Linked DNA regions of Mus musculus: region 1 is linked to region 2. The links are chromatin contacts, called in public promoter capture Hi-C maps. All regions are on one chromosome and are shown on one strand. Each heading gives the region's core, a stretch centred on a gene start, on an enhancer-like site or on the middle of the called end of the contact. The rest is flanking DNA. Distances are from core to core; before and after follow the strand shown.

Region 1 (6,047 bases), core at 1,017-3,516, 89 kb before region 2:
CTTCCTATGCCCCCTCACCCAGTGCAAAAATGGGCCCCAGGACCTTTGCCATGCTGGGTGGACACCCAACACCATCCTCAGATCCTCCTGTTTTGTACTGAAATCTGGGTCTCACTGAGTTTTCCAGGCTGGTTTGAATGTCAGATCCTGTTGCTTCGGCCTCTCACGTGGCTGAATTATATACAGGCCATGGCTCCAGGCTTAGCTGACAGAGATCAGCAAGTCAGCTTTCCTCCACTGGAGAGCATGTTTTGTGAGAGTGAGGGCTCCCAGTATTGCCCACCTCTCACTCTCTAGGCACTCACCAGACACACTGATATGACTGGCTGGGGGACTGAACCCCACGGGGGTGAGGAGAAAAGCTGCCTCCCACTGACTATACTGGATAAGCTGTTTGCACTTGGGGTTAACTCTTCTAGCTGGGTCACACCCAATCCTGATCCTTCCCCCAAACACCCCTCTTGGAAAGTCTGCGCTCACTGCTCAGTTGGCCAGAGCAGTGTTGCTGCCTGCAGCTCAGGGGCACCAAGGCAGCAGCACTATAGAGATGAGATCGGGGCAGACTTGGAAGTACATCGTACAGGCTCACACGGACCTGGTGGTGCAGCCTGTGACCCAGGCTTGTCAGGAAGCTTGAGACAGGAGGACAGCATGTTAAAGGCCTCCCTGAGTTCCTGAGTGAGTTTAGGACTAGCCCGGGCGACTCAGTAAGGGCCTATCTCAAAACACAAATTAAGAGGAGGACACAGGATGTAGCTCAGTGGTACAGTTTACCTACTGTGTACAAGCTTGAGACTCAGTCACTATAACTAACTGGACAGGCAGGTGGGGGACAGGAAGAATGTTATTCTTAAGGGACCAGGCTGGATTTGGGGCTTAGGGTAGGCACACTACCAACAGCATTGGAGATACGAACCAATAATACAGACGTGGGTCACATGATTACATAAAATGAACAATCATTGACCAAGGGGCCCTCAAAATGTCATCTGAGCTTGGAGAAGAAATGAAGAGAAGACACGTGGGAATATGGCTACTTTTCTTTTTTTACTTTGAACATTAGCATGAAGTTGGTTACCGTACACATCCAAAGGCCCAGCATGTTGGGGGGAAAAAATCATTAAATGGCACACCTTGTACCAGAGTCTCAATAAGAATAAAATATACAATGCTACATTGAGTGGTTAAAAATACACAAAAAAGTAGTTTTAACAATCTATAAATTTTTATACTTAAAATCATGATTGAGTTGAAATTAAAAAAAAGTGCATTTCCATTGCTAAAAAAATAATATTGGTAGAGTTAACACAGGGAAGCATATCATCACGCCGGGGGTCTGACAGGATGCTAGGGAAAAGATGGCTAAGGGAAGCCAGGCATCTGGACCAGTTCAGAGCCCACCTGGCTCCACCCACCATGCGGCCAGCTCCCTGGGCCAAGCCCTCCTCTCCCTCCTTCCCATCCTAGTAAGACTCTGTCCTGCCCACCACTCACCCCCACCCACAACTGAAGGCCCAATGACCTTCTTTACAGCACCCCTCACCGTCCCAGCTTGACCTTCAACGCCCTCTACAGAGGTAAGGATTCCAGATTAGACGTAGTCTTAAACCTTCTTGACCTTGCAGGCAGGACTGGAACCAAGCAGTTCCTGCCTTCTTACACTCCTCCGGACGAACATTCAACAGCAAGCTTTGTAAACCTAAGGCTAAGGATTCCTGGCAAGAACACTGGACTTCCTTTAAGAAATGAGAAAGTGCAAGTGACCTCAGGACTGTGGGGACACCCGGACACCTGCTATCTACCCTGGTCACTGCTTCCCTTCCACTTCTGCCTGGGCTGGAATTACAAGGACCCCCCGACTGGCACTGCACAGACTCTTGCTGGGGGAAAGGACCAGGAGAAAATCAGCAGGAGGCCCTTCCACAGGAAAATGCTTCCTGACCCTGCAAGGTAAACAGCCTCAGGCCTGTGCTTTCCTGAGTGGATAGCCAACTGTTCCTCTGGAGACACTGCAAAGGACGCATTCAATATTCCCCGAGAGCTGAAGAGGGCCAGGAGCCCAAAGACAAGGAACCTGTGCAGAGAGAGGGCCAGGCCTGCTCTGGGAGACCTTCCTACCCACCTGGAGCAGAAAAAGTGAGAGAGCGTGTGCTTACACATGAGAGGTCCCCACTGCTGTCACAGATGTGATAGGGCAGACTGGGCTGCAATGGGAGGGTGGAAACAGGGAGGAGGGTCACCTTTAGTTCTGCGTTTAGTAAACAATGGAGCCTTTATGATAAGGGCTAGCTTTCGGTTTCATGGAACCAATATTAACAAAGGCTTGCTGGTTATGATGCCTGACGAGCCACATGGACCTCAGACACAGGACCCCATCTCTGCTCACATCACCAGGCCTGAGTAACTGCTCAACTTAGTGATCGTGAAAATGTTTTAGTCAAATCCAATCAGTGAGCCAAGAGGTAGCCCAGAAGAGACTTAAAAGCTAAGAAGAAAGTACTTTATCGCCCCGTATGGCCAAAACAAGTACTGCAGAGGAAACAAAAACCCAAAACAACCCTCACCCCTACTCCCAACCCCTCATATTCTGGAAGATAATTCACCTGGTTTTTTGAGGCCACATATCTAGCAATACAATTTGAGAAGTAAACACAGACATTACACTACACCATTTATTTCTTTCCAACTTAACTCAAGTGAGTGATCATGTGTATTTTCCAATGCAGCCAGAGTCACAGAGCCTACTCGGGGTGTGATGGAGACCCTGTTTCTGGCTCCCTGGCTCCCTACATGGTAAGGCAGATGGAGAGGCTGTGCTCGTTCACGGGAGCCAGAGACACAGAAACAAGCCACTGCTCTCTTTTCAGACCCATACAGGCAGGCTCTTGACTCGACTGAAACCATCCGATTTCCTTTTGACATTAAACAAAGCCCCAGCTTCCCTCCCTTTTTGAGCATCTCCATCACCTATAAAATCATTTTCGAGTAATCTGCCATATCCCCAATCTCACCAGAGAAGCTCAAATAGGATGAAGGTAAGCTGGGGTTAGTGATGGGGAAACCTCTGAGGGGCAACAACTCTCTTTGATACTTGACCAAAAGTATCCTAATCCAGACACAATAACGCAGCCATCCTTCTCGAAGGGTATGGGTCTTCCCAGTGACAGGTGACTATGGCTCTTCGCTATCCAAACGCCCGGGACACTGGAGAAAAAGGAACCGATTCAAAGCACCCAGTTCCCAAGACTGACCGCAGCGGCAAACATGGAGGGTCCTTTAGACACTTGGGAATGATTTCTGCACCACAGACTCTACCTCTTCCAGTGTGCATGCCGCTCTCAATCCAAACAGCCAGTGGGGCATTCCAATGTCTTGACTTCTGTATTTTCAACCCAATTCTCACAATTTGGTATTGTCCCACCCACTGGCATCCTGTCTGTTCACAGACAAAAAAAAGGATGAAAAATTTATCAACAGCCGCCTTTCAAGTCTCCCACGGTGTGCGACCATCAATCAGTCTTGGGTGCCTGGGTACTAATAACTGGAAGGAAAGATGCAAGAGACTGTAAGTCAGAAAGCAAAGCTTTTGACTCAGGTCAGGATACTCTAATTAGTGTTCATTTGCCTAAAAAAAAAAAAAAAAAAAAATCCTGTTTCCTCACCGAAAGAGCTCATCTGTTTTTGCTTTAGGAGGGAACTATCAACCCATTACACAGCACAAACTTTAATTTGGGACACGAGAGACCAGCCAGTTGCTAAAGTAATCTTTACAGTGAAGTGCACATACTACACACAGAGCACACATCAGCTTCCTTTTTCCTCCGTCTTTCATACATTAGACATCAATCACACTTTGTAAATGACGTAATGGGGCTTACAAGGGGGACAGGTGGCTGATGAGAGAGAGGGGCTGATCAAAAATCAAGAAAGGAATTTGTTAACCCCAGAGAGCACTTTTCTCCTCCTATGACTAGGCTAGCCACTGGAAGAACCAAGTGTTACGCGATGCTATGTGCGCCCCAGCGGCAGCTCGCGCTCCTTTAGTTTGAAGGGTAGGTACTCAGGAAGACTTCATCAGATGAGAAAAAGATGACCCAGAGATGCACTGGGTGACCTTTGATTTTTAAGGGAACCGTCGGTCTGTGGTGAAAGACTAGAAGGTGAAGGACAAATGGCTCTAGTCCAGAAGTGGTGTGGGTGGGGGAATAAGATACAAAGAAGCTACAAAGGTGACCCTGCCGTGAATGACAGGGCAACAATACACAACTGTGTTCACAATTCCTAGCCAGGTGTTAGAGTTTGTAGTTAAGCCCTTGGGAAGAGGGTGAATTCCGATGCTCAGGAGAACGACTCAATCAGAGGTAGGATTCAGACCGGGACAGAGGCTCCAGGACATGGGCTTTTTTGAAGGCACTCGAGAGCAGAGTGATGAGAGTAAAGCTGCGTAGACAGTAGGAGATCAGACGGCCAGGTACTCAGGTCTCTGTGCTACAGTAACAGAAACAACTCCAGGGACGCTGTCCCGACACATCAACCAGAAGCCCTGAGTTAACAGGGTGGAGAGAGACCCACTTTATAACAACACAGCCTCTACTAAGGGAACAAAAAGGAAGAGTTTGTTTTCAGAATATGTAGGTCTGCACAGTAGTTTTGAATTAAACGTAATGTTTTTGAATGATATGGCATCTGGTTCTTTAAACAAATTTACTGAAGCTGGAGAGCTACAAAGTTGCTCTTTGAAGCAACTTGAGGAAAATTCTCAGAGGAATCTGACTTTCCTTGGAGTCTTGGAAAAGCTGTCCCCTAAGAGGGAAAGGTCTGATTATAAGTCTATAAACAGGCCTAGCGGGTACAAAAGTATTCAGCTGTGAAGGTGAACGGACACACTGGCGACTTTTATGGCTTCCACAGAGAGTGCAGTGGGGACCTCTGGGCTGCTTTAGCGAGGTAGTTCCGGGTTGGAAGGTCAGCATTGCTTCCCAAGACTGTAGGTTAGCTAGTGAGCTGTTATTGCATAACAATGCCACTGTTTCTAATGGCTTATGACCCTTTATTCCTGAAAAAGAAAAAAAAAAAATGGAGAGAGCGAGAACTCCTGGGAATTTTCTACCTTGGTTTTAAGTAGAGAAAAACCTTAAACCTGGTGACTCTTTGCTCAGGGTTAGAAGTTTAAGAATCCCAGCTGATTTTTTTTTAGTTGATAAAATGGTTAGCTCTAACATACTCTCTCTTCTCATGGCATGCTACACATGCGGAACAGCATCAAAATCTCTAGCATGTGGACCATCAAAGTAACAAAAGTGGTATTTTTCATACAGTAGCTTAAACAAAGGGGGCGCCTTTGACTTAAACAGAGGGGTTCTTTTAATGGAAGTTTTAGTTTTTCTCTCTTTAAATACAAAAAGCTCACCTACTCTAGTGTGTTTTCCTAACCAAACCTCCAAGAGGGACTAGATCCATATAGATGTGTGCATTCATGAGTATGTGCACATGTGTACACACACACACACACACACACACACACACGCCTCCGCAGTGGAGTTCTTTCTCTGCTTCATAGTCTCAAAATTTAAATCTTCTAGGGAAATAAAAATGAAACTAAACACACATCCACATCCACTCAACAATCATAAAACTGAAAAAGATTTTCAAGAAGTTAAAAATTCCAAACTTCAAAGATTTTTGCCTCTGGTTAGACGGGGTGAGGTTGTGGGGTGGGCTGTATGGGGTGGGGGCTAGCTCAGAAGGATACTGTCAACAGATGAGGTTCTCAGACTGGACAACTCTGGAAAGGCCCGTGGTGAGGCCTAAGGCTGAGGGTTACTAAGACAGTACCTGGCAATGATTTACAAAGGTTTCTTTAAACTTTATTAAAGTTTTATGTGGAGACTTCTCCATTTGCTAAAAATAAGAATCAAGTCAAAATAATATACAAATAAAATAAAATGAAGCCACGTGCCTTTAAATCTTCTTTTCCTTCAGTTTTAAAACCTAACCCAGTCTGAGCCTGACTCAGTTTGAGAGCAGCAGCCTAATGAATTAGCCTA
Region 2 (6,249 bases), core at 1,625-4,124:
TTGCATTAGAAACTAAGCCTTTAATCCTTTTGTATCCAAATGACAAGAGTCATAGCCTCAGGGGGGTTGCTGTTGTTGAAACTGAAGTTGTTTTTTATTGTGAGTTACTGCAGGTGGGACCCCCCCCCCCCCGGAGTTTGTGCATGCTAGACACGTGTTCTCCCCTTGAGCTACATCCCCAGCTCTCTCAGTTTTGTTTTTATGTATTAATTAAAACAAACAAGCAACCCAGGGGCTGGAGAGATGACTCAGTGGTTAAGAACACTGGCTGTTCTTCCAGAGGTCCTAGATTCAATTCCCAGTACCCACATGGTGGCTCACAACTGTCTGTAACTTCAGTTCCAGGGGATCCAACACCCACACACAGATAGGCAGGCAAAACACCAGTGCACATAAATGCACATAAAGAAAACATTAAAAAGTGTAAACACATATTTAAAAAAACAAACAAACCCAGAGTGTAGAATTTATGTAACTGATAAGAGTTCTCTCAAGAGCCAGAATTCAAACCCAGATCTCTCTGGTTCTACAACTTTCCCTCTACTTTGAGTCACCGTTGAGTGAGCCCATGGGAAGTCCCACCCAGTGGCCATCTTCATCCTGGCAGTGAGCACTGCTGAGTTCACTGGCAGGAGGGGCTTTCAAAGGAGAAGGTGGTGTTTGGCTTCCTGACTAGTCTAGTCTAGCTGGTAACAAAACTACTGGTGAGAGGCATGAAGAAGAGGCTGTAAGGCACCTGTGAGTGCAAAGAAAGGATCTCCAAGCTGAGTGTCAACACTGGAACTGAGAGCTGAGCAGGAGCCTCAGGACAGCACTACAGAGTGTGGAGACCTGGGCCTACCTGATCCTGTGGGACGCCCAGCAGGACTCCTGGCCCTCCACACCTAAAGGAAGAAGCATTCCCAAGGAGCTGAAAACTCCCCGCTGTTCCCTGCTGTCTGGGATGTTAGTGGAGTACCATTAAATAGGAAAGGAGCCTGGAGGAAAGACGCGCTAAAGAGGACCTTGACAAAGTCAGAGGTGGTGGCTCAGGGTAAGGGGACAATCCCTCAAACTGGAAAAGGTCAGGTTTGGCACAATCTACCACAAAGAGCTTCTGCAGGTTCTCTTTGAGTCTCTGACTGTCGAGGATTGACATGACCTAAGCTAGAAGCCATGATTTTGGGGGGTCAAGAGGGCTCATCACTTTCCTTGTCTCTTCTTGCATTGACAGGATGGTCCAGCAGCAAATACCTCCCAGAGGACAAAGCCAGGAAAGTAGAGGTGTTTGACATCTAGACCTCCTCAGATCCGTTGGCGACTATGGCGTTCCTCTTCCTTCCAAAGCCCCATTTGCTCCCCCATTCTCCTTCTGTGCCTTGGACATGTGTGTAAGTCAGTGAACAAGTGTGCAAACAGGTGGTATGGTGTATGCCACACGTAAGAGCCTCAGTGTGACTACTCCTCAGACCACTGCGGCCTTGGACACAATACACTGTATCTAATAACTCTCCCTGGGGCCCAAGGCCTCCAGATTCCAGAGGTCTTCCCTTTGAGACGATCCGATCTCCCAAGTCAGGGGTCAGCCATGTTTCCTAGTCCCTAGGGAGGGATAGTGTTTTAGGTTCTGTGGGCCACCACTGGGCTCTGCTGCAACCTTCGATGCTGTGGCTGGAGCACTCAGGAGCACAGATAAGGAGGGAGGGATAACCCCCAAGAATTGAAGGGGTACTGTTAGCAGATATCCTGCCTAACTGAGAGACCACAAAATCTGTGTGCTTCCAGTACTTGGGACATAGACTGCAGAAGGATGATGTCATAGCCATCCTCAGCTACATAATAAGTTGGAGGCCAGCCTGGGATACATGAGACCTTGCCTCAAAACAAAACCACACTCACCCAGAGCTAGAGCCTTAGCTCCCAGCTTGGTCTTCTAACTCAGCACCATGAGCTCGGTTCCTTTTTCCATTTACTTGACCAACACGGATTCCCATAAGAACAAAGGGACAAGAAGAGGGAGGGTTTCCTGGCCTAAGCTATGGCAGAGGAGAGAATACACATACGTATGTTCACAAACATGTACACCAAACTGCACTCCAGTGCAGAATGCCAAGCGCCTCCCAGGAATGTGGATGCATGTTGCTCAGACCAGGAAGAGACAGTGGGGATAGGGGACAAGGGACCATGTGTTGCCCAAGAGAAGCAAACGAATCAAGACTCAAAGGTCAGGGCACCTGGAGCTGTGGGTGTTGGGAAGGGCAGGCTGTCCAATAGGAGGGGAGAAGAGCTGTAGCACAGGTATGGGGGGAGGGGCAAATGAAGGTGAGGATCAGTGTTTTCAGGGGAGGTGCTACTGATGAAACAAGCCTTGTCCCACAGCCACCTCCTTACCCAGGTTACTTCCCACAGGGCTGGTGGCTTCACCCAAAATTGATGGCAGATGGCAAAGGTCCCGGGGAGGTCCTAACTACACAACTCCCCTTGCAGGTGCTGGGAGGCCTCATTAGAATAGCATGGCATCTACAAAGCAGACATGGTGGCACATCGTGCCTGTGACTTAGCACTCAGGCCAGAGAAAGGAGAAAGAGGAGATCCGGGCTAGCCTATGCTACATGGGAGACTGCCTCTAATCAAAGATTAAAAAATAACAAATGTCATTCACCACTATTTGACAAATGGTCCATCGTCTTCCTCATTTTTTGAAGAAACCCACATAGAAGTGACTAGAACCCTGCCCCACCATTGTGAAGTGATCAAGTTCTCAGAAGTGAGAAAGATGGCAGCAAGCCTTTGAGGTTTCTGTTCCTCCCTCATCCAGGTCCACATCTTAGCATGTAAGCCTTTGAGCCCGAACAAGGAAACCATTCATCCCTGTGGAGCCAACAGGGAGGAAGCCACTTCCTGTTCTCTCCCTGGCCAGGCAAGGCCAGGCCATGGCTCTCCATCCCAGGCGGGTAGAATGGCGTTGATAAAGGCCCATTGTGATAGTCTCACAAACCCAGAGGCCATCAGAGGGGCTGAGAAGCCACTTAACAGCTCTTGAACATTTGTGAAAAGATTTATTCTGCGGAAGTGAAGGCAGAGAGAGGCCCCAAGGTTGCTACCGGGATATACCTCTGCCATCTGTGATAGGGAGGCCGACAGCGAAGCCAGCAAGGGCCTAGCCAGCCCATCACCCCATGGGCTGCCCTGAAGCAGGAGGGATCCAGTCACCAACAGGCAGCTTTACAGTCCGGACTCCCAGACACCTGGAAACGAAACCCAATCTCCTGCCAAATGCAGGAAACACAAGGGTCCTTAAAAGGGCCTGAGGGAGAGAGGGGAGCCTCCTGCCTCCTCCTCCCAAGGGTGTCCAAAGTAATAAATGGCAGGAAAAGGGGATGGCTGGAGAGTGGATGGTGGTCTGGAACTTATTAGAAATTAGGTTCTTTCTGCTGCAGTCTTCAGTGTGCCTGAGTCAGGCACCTCATCATTTGCAGGCCTCCCCGGTCTTATAAGCAAATGTATAAGTAAGAAGAGATAGGAGGCCTGGGAGTGTGAGGACACCCAGTTTCGGTGTTGGCTTGGAGGGGACCTTCCCCTTCTTGGGAGGTGAGAGACTAGAGCCTGCGTAGGTCTGGTGAAAGGTGAAAGGTGTACAAATGTTGGGAGATCCCCTCCTTTAGCTCCACCCCAAATCTGTCCTGCTGATCAGCCTGGCCCTGCGGGAGAGGAACTGCAGGGTCCCGGTTAGACAGGGCCTTCGTGCCTTCCTAAGGGTCCCTGTGAGGTCAGGCGGGGAGAGGAGAAAGTGCTTGCTTCCGCCTTGTTCCTAAGTAAGGTAAGAGGTCAGTCCTGGTCATTTCTCAGTCCCAGGTCAGCTCTCACTCCACGATCTAAATGAACGTATTTGGGATTCCTCAGATGCCAAGAGACTGCCAAGCTGGCCAGCAAAGTGAAGCAGAACCCACTGCAGAGAAATCCAAGCCACCTCATGTCTACAAGTGGACAACAGCAGGGAACTGGGTCTGATCATCCGATACCAACTGCATCCCTCCTGCCAGGAGAGAACTGATCAACTCTGGCGGGCGGAGCAACCCTGTTTGTAATGATATTAAAACACAGAAGAGGGCTGGAGAGATGGCTCAGAGGTTAAGAGCACTGACTGCTCTGCTTCCAGAGGTCCCGAGTTCAATTCCCAGCAACCACATGGCGGCTCACAACCATCTGTAATGGGATCTGATGCCCTCTTCTGGTGTGTCTGAAGACAGCTACAGTGTACTCATATAAATAAAAAACAAAAACCAACCAACAAACAAAAAAAACCACAGAAGAAAATTAACCCCCCCCCCCACACACACTTCCTATGAACTCATTTCATGAAAAACTTACCCAGAGTTTGGTACCAGGGTTCACTTCAGGATGGGGTAGGACCCACCTCACACAGCTAGGCATTTCCTAAAACCAAAGCATTTCTAGCCTTGCTGGACATCCCTCCCCATCTGGTGACACAAACACACACACACGCACGCACGCATGACTGCTGGGACACTCTGTTCTGATCCTCTCGCTCCCACAAATTGAAAACACACCCCGAGTGCAGCTGGAAGGTCTGGGTGTCATTTATTGACAGCGGCTTACACTGTGTTTTCTCCCCTTGATTGCTTCCTTCGGAGCGCTGGCCCACAGCCCTCGGGAAGAAAGGGCAATCTCTGAGAGAGAGGGAGCGGGAAGGCAGGCGCACGTGTCCTTGGCAGGTGTGCTCATTCCCTGCAGGATGCAATCCTTCAAGCTGGAATCCCATTGGGTATTTGAGAGGACCGATGTGGGGGGTGGAGAGGAAGTCTTCCATGGGACTCACATCTCAGTCCAGGCCTCTTGTCCCGTCCAAGTCCATCCAGGTTTTAGGACTCTGGTGGGGGCAGCGACATGAGGCCCACCCACCTTGATGGGCAGATTCTTCACCCCGTGCCCTGGTCACACACACCTGCTTCCGCTGGTCATGGTTAAGAGGGGATGGGCCTTACAGTTGAGATAGACCACTTCCTCTGGCCCTCCCCAGCTGCATCTGTCCAGGTTCAAATGGCTGGAAACACTGAGGGCTTGCTTTTGTTCAAGTGTGTGTGCCACTGTCTTTAAATCTTCAATATACGGCAGAATGGAGGCCCTAGGCCTATGCAGGCTGCCAGCAGGCTGCCCATCCACTACACACTGCCCTGCCTTTCTTCTGCCAACTGCCCGCGCCTAGGGTGGAAGGCCAGTCTGCAGAGGCACTTGGCAATTTTGGATATGAAAGAGGGTAAGAAGTGTAACAATAAAAGCTTCGCTTGATAATTAGAGATCTGAAGTGATTTTACCTTTATTTCCTTCACTTTAAGCCAATCATGAAATTTCACAGTGATTTTCTGGGGTGGGGCAGAAGGAAGGCGTCATTCAGCATGATGGAGGCCGTGGCCCGGCTGGCCTCACTGGGGAAGCTGGAGAAGCACGGACTGGCCCGCTGGCAGGTAGGTGATGTTCCGAGAGCGGGAGAGCTGGTACGCAATGTCCTCGGCGGCCTCCAGCTTCCGCAGCTCGATCAGGCCGTCGCCTGCCGTGGCCAGCGAGTTGGCGATCAGCTCAGCGGCCTTGGAGTCACCCTCAGCAGAGATGATGGCTGCCTTCTTCTGCTGCTCAGCCTACAGAAGAGGAGGGGAGACTGAGATTACTCCATAGCGTTCATATCAAGCCATGGCCTAACCAGGACAAAGCCAGGCCCCTTCAGAGGGGACCTACTAGGTCCCCTGGGAGCGTTCTTCCCTTACAATGGGGTCAAAACTGTCCTCCCAGTCTCCTTCGTTCCCTTCATGTCCACGTGTCACTATAGGACATGCTTCTCTTGGCTATATGGACATGGTCACTTATATGCTGATCCAAAGCCACGGAAACAGAAAGGGAAAGCAGGAATCAAATCAATCTTTAGGTCCGTCTTTCCTTCCAGTGCCACGTCAAAATGACTTCCATCAAAGCCAGGACATCCCGGTGTGGTGGCTAACAACTATGTTAGCACTAACGTGGCGATGGCAGATGGGCGGCTCACTGAAAGCCTGAAGCAAGCCTGGCTTACACAGGACATTTTAGGTCACCCAGGGCTACAAACAAACAAAACAAACAAACAAACAAACAAACAAACAAACAAACGACCCAAAAACCAAACAGACAAAAAAAAAAAAAAAAAAGCAAGCAAACCTCCAAAACAACCCTAGCAGAGCTGGGCTGGGTGTAGCTCAGTGACACATCTCCTAGGGATTG

The links. Promoter capture Hi-C pulls out the DNA fragments that hold promoters and counts their contacts.
Region 1: a contact with region 2 is called in a promoter capture Hi-C map of HPC-7-derived erythroid cells, with 8 times the contacts expected there. The contact joins two enhancer-like sites. A contact is called at or near these places in 12 of 39 promoter capture datasets (the 3T3-L1 cell line, the HPC-7 cell line, HPC-7-derived erythroid cells and 8 more), 3 of 15 datasets of contacts at CTCF or cohesin (CD8 T cells, the NIH/3T3 cell line and embryonic stem cells), 19 of 484 Hi-C or Micro-C datasets (the 3T3-L1 cell line, the AtT-20 cell line, the G1E-ER4 cell line and 11 more), 12 of 115 datasets of contacts at active chromatin or transcription factors (CD8 T cells, the HPC-7 cell line, T-cell acute lymphoblastic leukemia and 7 more) and 4 of 9 other capture datasets (adipose tissue, embryonic stem cells, liver and 1 more).

Annotation. Positions count from the first base shown.
Region 1 is chr11:95,767,335-95,773,381 of GRCm38.p6, reverse strand. No RefSeq gene overlaps it. Among named protein-coding and RNA genes, the nearest start is that of Gm38957, 6.5 kb to the left of the region's middle. Within about 2 kb of position 2,266, at least 39 of the 459 cell types and tissues checked have an H3K27ac peak or open chromatin away from gene starts, as enhancers often do.
Region 2 is chr11:95,679,081-95,685,329 of GRCm38.p6, reverse strand. Gm29873 (a long non-coding RNA gene) reads left to right here. Exons shown (of 3, transcript XR_388979.4): 3 at 1,214-2,686. Phb (prohibitin) reads right to left here. Exons shown (of 7, transcript NM_008831.4): 7 at 4,557-5,636. The coding sequence ends at 5,424. Among named protein-coding and RNA genes, the nearest start is that of Gm29873, 5.1 kb to the left of the region's middle. Within about 2 kb of position 2,874, at least 29 of the 459 cell types and tissues checked have an H3K27ac peak or open chromatin away from gene starts, as enhancers often do.